Regions from separate parts of the Lactuca sativa genome. Here region 2 is linked to region 1. A link is a contact called in public Hi-C data. All regions are on one chromosome and are shown on one strand. The core of a region is the stretch at or near the end of the contact, and the rest is flanking DNA. Distances in the headings are between cores, read along the strand shown. Region 1 holds the start of LOC111897247 (PRA1 family protein D). Region 2 holds the start of LOC111897285 (COP1-interacting protein 7).

The links. Hi-C and Micro-C count contacts between places; a contact is called where the count stands out from the background.
Region 2: a contact with region 1 is called in a Hi-C map of leaf, with 8 times the contacts expected there. The contact joins the promoter of LOC111897285 here to the promoter of LOC111897247 in region 1. A contact is called at or near these places in 4 of 4 Hi-C or Micro-C datasets (bud, leaf and seed).

The regions. Positions count from the first base shown.
Region 1 is chr5:186,261,255-186,265,516 of Lsat_Salinas_v11, reverse strand. It overlaps LOC111897247 (PRA1 family protein D), which reads left to right and starts at 1,792. Exons shown (of 1, transcript XM_023893211.2): 1 at 1,792-2,681. The coding sequence starts at 1,807. The coding sequence ends at 2,490.
Region 2 is chr5:186,739,323-186,743,584 of Lsat_Salinas_v11, reverse strand. LOC111897285 (COP1-interacting protein 7) reads right to left here and starts at 1,881. Exons shown (of 12, transcript XM_023893249.3): 1 at 1,535-1,881; 2 at 997-1,176; 3 at 757-868; 4 at 576-674; 5 at 436-485; 6 at 163-315; 7 at 1-73. The coding sequence starts at 1,593.

The DNA.
Region 1 (4,262 bases), core at 543-3,042:
AAATTTAACCTAAATGGTAAATATTTTTAAAACCACATCATTTTTGTAATATCTTTTTTAAATACACTACTTTGTAAAAAAAATTAAAAATTTTAAAAATAAATAAATAAATAAATAAAAACTCCATAATTGACAAGGAAAAAAAACATCATCATTTTATAGAATTTTATTGTTTAATATGTTAAATATAAAAATTAAAATTATTAGAGACTAAAAATACTAGAGATAGAGACCAGTAACATTAATTAGAACACAATCTTCAATGAAATTTGCTCCACGTATTACAAGAATTTAAAACATGAAAAATAGGAGTAACTTTGATCGACACCAATAGTATTGTTCTTGTCTCATATACATAGAATTGTTTGATAATTATGCTACCAAAACGGCTCTTAACATGTCAGTGGTCAATTTAAATGCCTATAATGGTTATAAATATTGCTTTAAGGAAATTTAACTGAATCTATTAATATATACCATGATTGATGGACTTAATAAAAACGGAATTTGACTTATTATGTTAACGATTTTGTTGGATAACCTCGTTTTTTTGTATATATATCTAGATAACGAATTTGTTGGAAATGTTCACATATCTAGATAACTTGTTACAGACGGTCGGTCATAGTAGTCATATATGAATACTTTCAAAAAGTTTGTTATCTAAATATGTAAAAAAAATATAAAAAAAAACGAACACAATTCCCTAGATATAAACAAAATGGAAAGACCTTGATAAATCACCTAAATTATTTTGGGAAAATGACTTATACGGGTAACTATGTTTCAAAATTGTTCAAAAAATATCATTCAAGTTTGGTGTGTCTAAAAAACATCATCCAAGTAAAGCATTTGTACAAAAAACACCAACGAAGTATATTCTTTGTTCAAATTTGACCTTGTGGTAACCGGCAATTACCAGTAAAAAATAAGTAAAGGAAAAAAAAACAAGAGAAAATGACTCAAATGGGTAATTATGTTTTAAAATCGTTCAAAAACACCATCGAAGTTTGGTATGTTCAAAAAACACCATTCAAGCAAACATTTTGTACAAAAAACACCAACAAACTATATGTTTTATTCAAATATTACCCATCCGTAACTGACTCTTACATGTTAAATGATAACTTGGCTTAACTATTATGACATGGCATAATAATTATTGACAAAACAACAAATGATATTTTCCTCCTTTAAAAATCTATTTAGGGTTTCTTCATGAACGAATGACTTCTTCTTCTCCTATGATTGCTCTTCTTCTTCTAAAATGATGATCTCAAACTCAAGTCCAGAACCCTAATTCTTGACTTAAGGTAAAAAGGGCTTCATTACCCCTGCCTCAATGGGCCTCCCTCCCCCTAAGGCCCAAATTCATAAAAAGCCCAAAAAGGCATCCAAGCCCAACTACAAGGACTCTAAGGCCCAATATGGCCCAAGAACCCCCAACATGGCGTTAAGCCCAAAAAGTTTACTTGGATGGTGTATCTTGAACATACCAAACTTAGATGGTGTTTTTTGAACGATTTTGAAACATGGTTACCCCTTTGAGTCATTTCCTCTTGTTTTTTCCTTTACTTATTTTTTACTGACAATTATCGGTTACCATCAAATTTGAACAAAGAATGTACTTCATTGGTATTTTTTGTACAAATACTTTATTTAAATGGTGTTTTTTGGAAACACCAAACTTAAATGGTATTTTTTGAACGATTTTGAAACATACTTACCCATATAAGTCATTTTCCCAATTATTTTCTTAAAAAACTTTGTTGATCGATTAAAAAAAAGATTTATTTAAGCTCTCTAATGATAAATGACAATTTTCTTGAAAAGGTAAAATTTGAGGAACAACTTTTTATATGCAATTTGTTTCTCTGCTCCATTGATTCCCGTGGTGGATTCTTTCTCAAGAACGAATCGCAGATGACGACGCCCTCAACAACCACACCATCACCACCACCACCACCACCACCATCCACGACCATCACCGCCGCCCAAATCCGCCACGCGATCCGTCCATGGTTCAGCGACTTCCTCTCCGTCTCTTCCCTCTCTCTCCCAATCTCCTTCCAGGAACTCTCTCTCCGTATCCAGAAAAACCTATACGCCTTCCGAGCCAACTACCTCCTCATCTCATTACTTATCTTCATGCTAACCCTAATTACCCGCCCAATTACCTTAATCTCCTTCCTTGTTATCATTGTCGCTTGGATTTTCCTCGTTAGGGATGAGCCTTTGGTTGTTTTCGATTTTGAAATCGGTCAACGATTGCTTGTGATTTCGTTGCTCGCGGTTACTGCTTTTGCCCTAGCTGTAACTAGGGTTTGGTGGAACGTTTTTCTGTCGTTCTTGATCTCGATACTTGTTGTTTGCTTGCACGCGATTTTGAGGACCCCTGATGACGCTGATGACATGGAATCGCCATATGGGGCATTGCTATCAGTTGTTGATGACGATGGGCCTGGAAGAGGACCATATACTCTGGTGTGATCTGTTGCCAATCAGGTTAGTGATCTTAGAGATTGGATTTTCAGAAACAATGTACTTGCATTATGTAGATTGATTGCCAATGATATTCGTTAGATACTTACATTTGAATTAGGCAATTAGCAAACCTTTTGGTGTAATTTGTGCCCTGTTTGTCTATCATTTTGCTCTATAAGATTTCATTGACTGCTTGATTTTGGGTGCTTTATTGTATCTTTAGGGTTTTTGATTGTAGAAATTATTACTGTGTTAAGTATGCCTATGAGCCTATCCCACAAAGAAAAACCAAAGACAATATCAAATGCAGCCTTCTTTTTACCAGAATTAGTTTCTTTCTTTTTCATTGAGTTGCAATGATTGACCATATCAATACTTCTTCCATCAAAAAATGAACACAACAAGAGTAACATTGAATTTCCTTTTGGATGAGACCAAGTAATGAATTGTATATTTTTGTAGATTAAGATGGATGATTAATACTATCCTTTCGACTTCACATTTCGGTCTTCACGAAATGTGTTTATAAGATAACCGACTTCGAACAAAAAGTCCACTTTTGAAATAGGAAATTTATGATATGTGTGAGTTTCAACTACTGATATAGAAAATAAATAGTAATGGTATTCTTTCAATTATATTTTCTATCTTTTTCAAAGCTCATATGAGCTTTGAGTATATCAACGGTCGCTTTTTATTTTACAATATATATATATATATATATATATATATATATATATATATATATATATATATATATATATATATATATATATATATAATTTTTTTACCATTAGAAAAAGAGTTTTTTTTGAAGTTCGATCCAACCATTTATGTGTCTTGTAGATTATGTCCATGTTGGCATTTACATTTTATGACATTTCATTTTACACCATACTTAGATACTAAAGAAGTGTTTGGCTTAGTTTTTTAGAAGGCAAAAGTCATTTTAATAAAAGTTGTAAAAAATCATGTTTACCTAACTTTTCCAAAAAGTTCATTTTCCTTATATCAAAAAGTAGCTTCCAAAAAGTTCATTTTCCTTATATCAAAAAGTAGCTTTTATAAGATCTGTTGTTTTTACCAAAACTCTTTTAGCTTTTTATTTTTTCCTAAAAGCTAAAAGATGTTTTAAAAGATAAAACAAACACCCCCTAAATTGTTGTTGTTATATTATTATTATTATTATTATTATTATTATTATTATGTTGTGAATTGATTTAATTAAATATACAAGATAAGCATAAATATATTTTATAAAAATTTATATCATTAAAAAGTCATTATCAAAAATATTTCAAAATGACACAGTATCAAAGTTTAAAAAGCATTGTAGTTATATAATATTTTATTGTTTTTTATTTATTTAAAATATTAAAAGAAATTAGTTGCTTTTATATGATATTTTATTGCTTTTTTTATTTACTTGGATATCAATGGAAATTAATGTTATTTTTAGAGTAAATTACACGAATGGTCCCTACAGTTTGGGGTAATTTGCACGTTTGATCCCTAAGTTATTCTTTTAACTCGGAAGGTCCTTATAGTTTATTTTGCTTATGTTTGGTTCATATCTTACCTAAGAAGACTATTTTGTCCTTGATTTTTAATTTATTTAAATAAGGTGTGGTAGGTAAGATAATGTAAGGTGAGGTGGAAGTGGGGTTGGGGTCCCTGTCTTACCTAAATAGTTTTTTTTAGGTAAAACAGGGACCAAGCGCGCAACAAAAACAAACAGTAAGAACCTTCCGAGTTAAAAAAAAAAATATAAGTTAAAG
Region 2 (4,262 bases), core at 632-3,131, 480 kb before region 1:
TGGTTCTATTTCAACCCATTGTCCTGAATCATGTTTCTGCTTCCATAAATCCATGTACCTCAAACAAGCACTCCTATTGTATATGAACCAAAAAAAAGTCAAAAGAATCTGCCAGGTTGTCAATTTTTTAAAAAAAAAATGTTAAAAATATAATCTACTTACATTAGACGTGATGCACCGAAACATTCAGCAAAAGATAACAAATTTGCCACATGGTCAATTTCAAATCCAGCAGCTACAGCACGTGCAAAAGCCATGCCTTGTTCTTTCTTCAGCACTGTTTTGCGTGTCTCAAGAACATTTAAGAGCTGGACTCTGAATGTTATACATGTGAATAAGAATTTAGTAGTTTTACATATAATCCTGTTTTTATATATAAATTGGGAAGTATTCGGTTTTCACACTGAATCAATTCAAGAAAGGAAGCACCAATACTTTGAATTTCCCTCCTTGCCACTGGAACTGCTAGTCTCCTGAACACCAGGCTGCCAAAAGGGGAAAAAGGAAAAAGGTAGTTAATAAAAAAAATGATAAGATACATGAGAAAATGAGTACATTGGTGATTTGTTTGTTACCTTATAAAGGACAATTGCCTTATCCTCATCAGTATCATGTCCAGGTTTGTTACCTTCATTGACTGACATTGCTAGAGGCTTTACATGTTGGTCTTCTATCTGCAATGATGAAAGCTTGAATTAAGAACAAATAATTCCGAAATATGATATAGTTAAATGTATATATGGTCATAAGGCTCACCATAATATCATTGTTTCCTTGAATGGCAATTGCTTCTTCTATCTGTAGGATTTCAGATTCTATAGTGTAGACACGTTCAAGAATCTCCGGGGTGCTCACAAAGCGAACAAAACTATAATCAACAAAGATATTAGGTTATCTTTTTTCCTTTTCTTCAATCTTCTCTACTAGTTTTAATAGGTTTTTACCAAAATGACTAATGCAAAAAACATTAAAGAACCAAGAATAAATAATACAGACCTTTCAACTGTACACTTTGTAAACCATGTTGCATTACTGCCAGATTCTGGTTGAAGCAAAACTGAATAACCACCTTCTGCAATCTGATCCTGAGCTGTCTTTAGGTGCGCAATAAAAGGGTTCAGCAAACCAGAAGCGATCTTCTCTTTCTTATCATTTGCGATGATGTATAAATCACACCTGGTAGTTTTGCAGGAGTAACGTTTAAATTCAAATTTCAATGCGAGCATTTCTCAATCCTTTTGATACTCATGCTAAACTATCCTTCTATTGCATTGGATGATGGTATCTGCTTATTTGTTTTCTAGGTTTTAAATGCTTCAACAGTGACGAAATAAATAACAATGATAAATCGAGCATACATCACACAAATTTGTCCACATTCATAGTAGGTCAAATGCCTGTGGAATAAGTTCTAACAGAAGTAACACTCGAACATCACGGAATTAAATGTTAACATATATGAAGTACAGCCACAGGACAAAGTGCAGTTCGGAGCTTAGCACATACAATAACCAAAAAACGCGTACAAACTTACCTTGTTCTTGTTGGCGTGAGTTGAAATACGGCGGAGTCCAAACGAGTCTTCGACTTCATTTTTGCTTGAAAATCCGATCAGATAGAAAGAAAAGCTGTAGACATCGATCTTTTCTGGACCTTGTAATTGTCAATATTTTGAGACATTCAAATCAACATTTGGACAAATCTGATAAGAAAAAAGAAGCAGAAAGTCGAATTGAAGTTTGATGAGCGAGCTACTGTTGCAGAGCTAAAGCAGAAACTTAAAAGATCCTTTAATGGCTGCTGCATTGAGAAAGAAAGAGAGAGAGAGACCGGAGAGCATCCAAAGTGCCTTTTTTTTTTTTCTCTCTCGACTGCTTCCTGCAAAACGTTATACCTACACCCCCCTATATGTTGGCGTATTCTCCAGTAAGAACCCTCAATATATCAAATTTGACTGAATATTAAAAAATACTCCCAAATTAATTATCTATATTTGACTTTTCAAAGTATTTATTTTTTAACTTTAATCTCAAATATTTTTCTTTTTGATATATAATACTTGATGCAAAATATATGAATGAATTGTATTTTAAATTTTTTTTATTGTTATAAGTTTCATCAAATACTATTTAACACAAATAAAAATATTTAAGATCAAAGTTAAAGAAAAATATTTCAAAAATAAAAATAGTCAATTAATTTGGGACGGAAAGAGTATAAATTACCAGAAAAGTTAAAAGACTAATATCAGAATTGTGTTTTTTAATTTTTTTTATTTGATCATTTTAGTTTTTTTTTCCTTCAAAAAAGCCTGTTTAATATGAGGATTTTTAAACAAAAAGTTTTGAATTTTTCAGAAAAAAATAAAAAGTGGAAGGTTTTATCGAAAAAATAAAAATAAAATATTAAGATTTTTTCAAAAGAAAATGAAAAATACATTGTAAAACACAATACATAACTTTTTCTATTATATTAGCAAAAGAATAATAATAATAATATACGTCAACTTATTACATCATAAAAAAATGAACAGCCCAACGATTTGGTTTAAATTAGATAATTTTTAAATCTAATTTAAATTTTAAACCAAAATGATTTCTAGAAAGATTGATTGACTATAATGGACGGGGGACTTTTATGACATTTGACTAAAAGTAAAGGGGGCAACGGTGGTGAACAAACAAAGAAAAGGGAGCAGGATATAAAATTACAGAAGCCGACACGTGGTTGACATTATGCGCCAAACTTTTTTATGGGAAGTTGTGATATCAGAAGAGTTTTGGGTTTTACTGCACAAATCCTTTTAACAAAAAGATGATAATAAGAATCTCTAATTTTACATTAAAAGATTTTATGTTATTTTTTCTAATGCGACAAAAAACTATACTGCTATGTGCATTAGTAATCCGTAGTGTACATATATAACAAAAGAAAAATTAGAAAATAATGGTCAATTACATGATCAGTTTATATTACATGGAAACTATAATTATAAAAATAATTAAATTTTGTAGTAAAATTTATAATTATTAATTAATTATTTTAAATAAATTATTAATTAAACATGATTTTATTGAATTTTTAATATAGAAATATAATTAATTATCGACAATTATAAACGAAACTTATTATATACGAATTTAAATTTCTTTTAAAAATTAGAAATCAAATAAATAATTGTCTAACTTATTATCAATATCAATATATTTTAAAAACTAAAAAATGATGGAAAAATATGAAGTATTATTTTATAGAGCATTTGAAAAAAAAATGTATATCACGAAAAACTGACAAAGATACTAATAATTATTATTTTATTATTATAGGAAATTTAGTTTTTTTTTTGTAAGTTTTAACCATTTTCAATAAAACAAAAATGATATCTTGTTATCTTATTAATAATAATAATAATAATAATACCCCAAATTTCTGATTATGTTTTCTTCAAATAGAATTTAACATTATATAACTCATAAAACTATTCGTTGTTAAAAATTGGATTATTTCGGATTGATAATAAATTAATAAAAACTAAAATGGTTGATCGTACTACAAGTGAATAAAAAAAAACTATTTTATAATAAAATGTCGGTTTGCTAATGAACATAATTTTTATGAAGCACCAACCTCACCCACCAGGTTGTGGCTACAAAGAGACTTGTTTTTAACAAATGTGGTATTATGAATAATTTATATAAATTGTAGTTATATTTAATAAGCATAATTAAGAGATTTTATTAAAAATGTGAAAATAAATTTGCATAAGATGTTCTTTAAAAGAACAAATTGGGAATTTTTTTTTTGGATATAATCTAAAATGTATTCAAATTATACAATTTGTCAAATTATTAAGGGGAGGAATTTCCTCCCGTAAAAATACTTTCACAAATTAGATGAACTTCTTAAATTTATATTTTACGAAACAAAGTTTATATTTGAATATTGCTGTGATTTTTTAATAAAATATGGCAAATAAAATCAGATAATGCTTAATTTATATAAAAAAAATGTGAAGTACATGAATGTCAGTCGGTTGGTGCTAAACTGCGCCGGGGCCGAATTTTGTGTGCTTGGGCCACAAAAAAACATGACAGCTGGGGTATTTGTCGAGACAAAATCTACCCAACGGTCAAATTGAATTCCTACATGCATCTCGGTCTCACAAAAAAACAATATTTTTCCTTTTTCAAATATTGTTTTCTTTTTAATTATAAAAGTTGACTATAATCTTTAAAGAAAATCCTACAAATATAAATATTTCA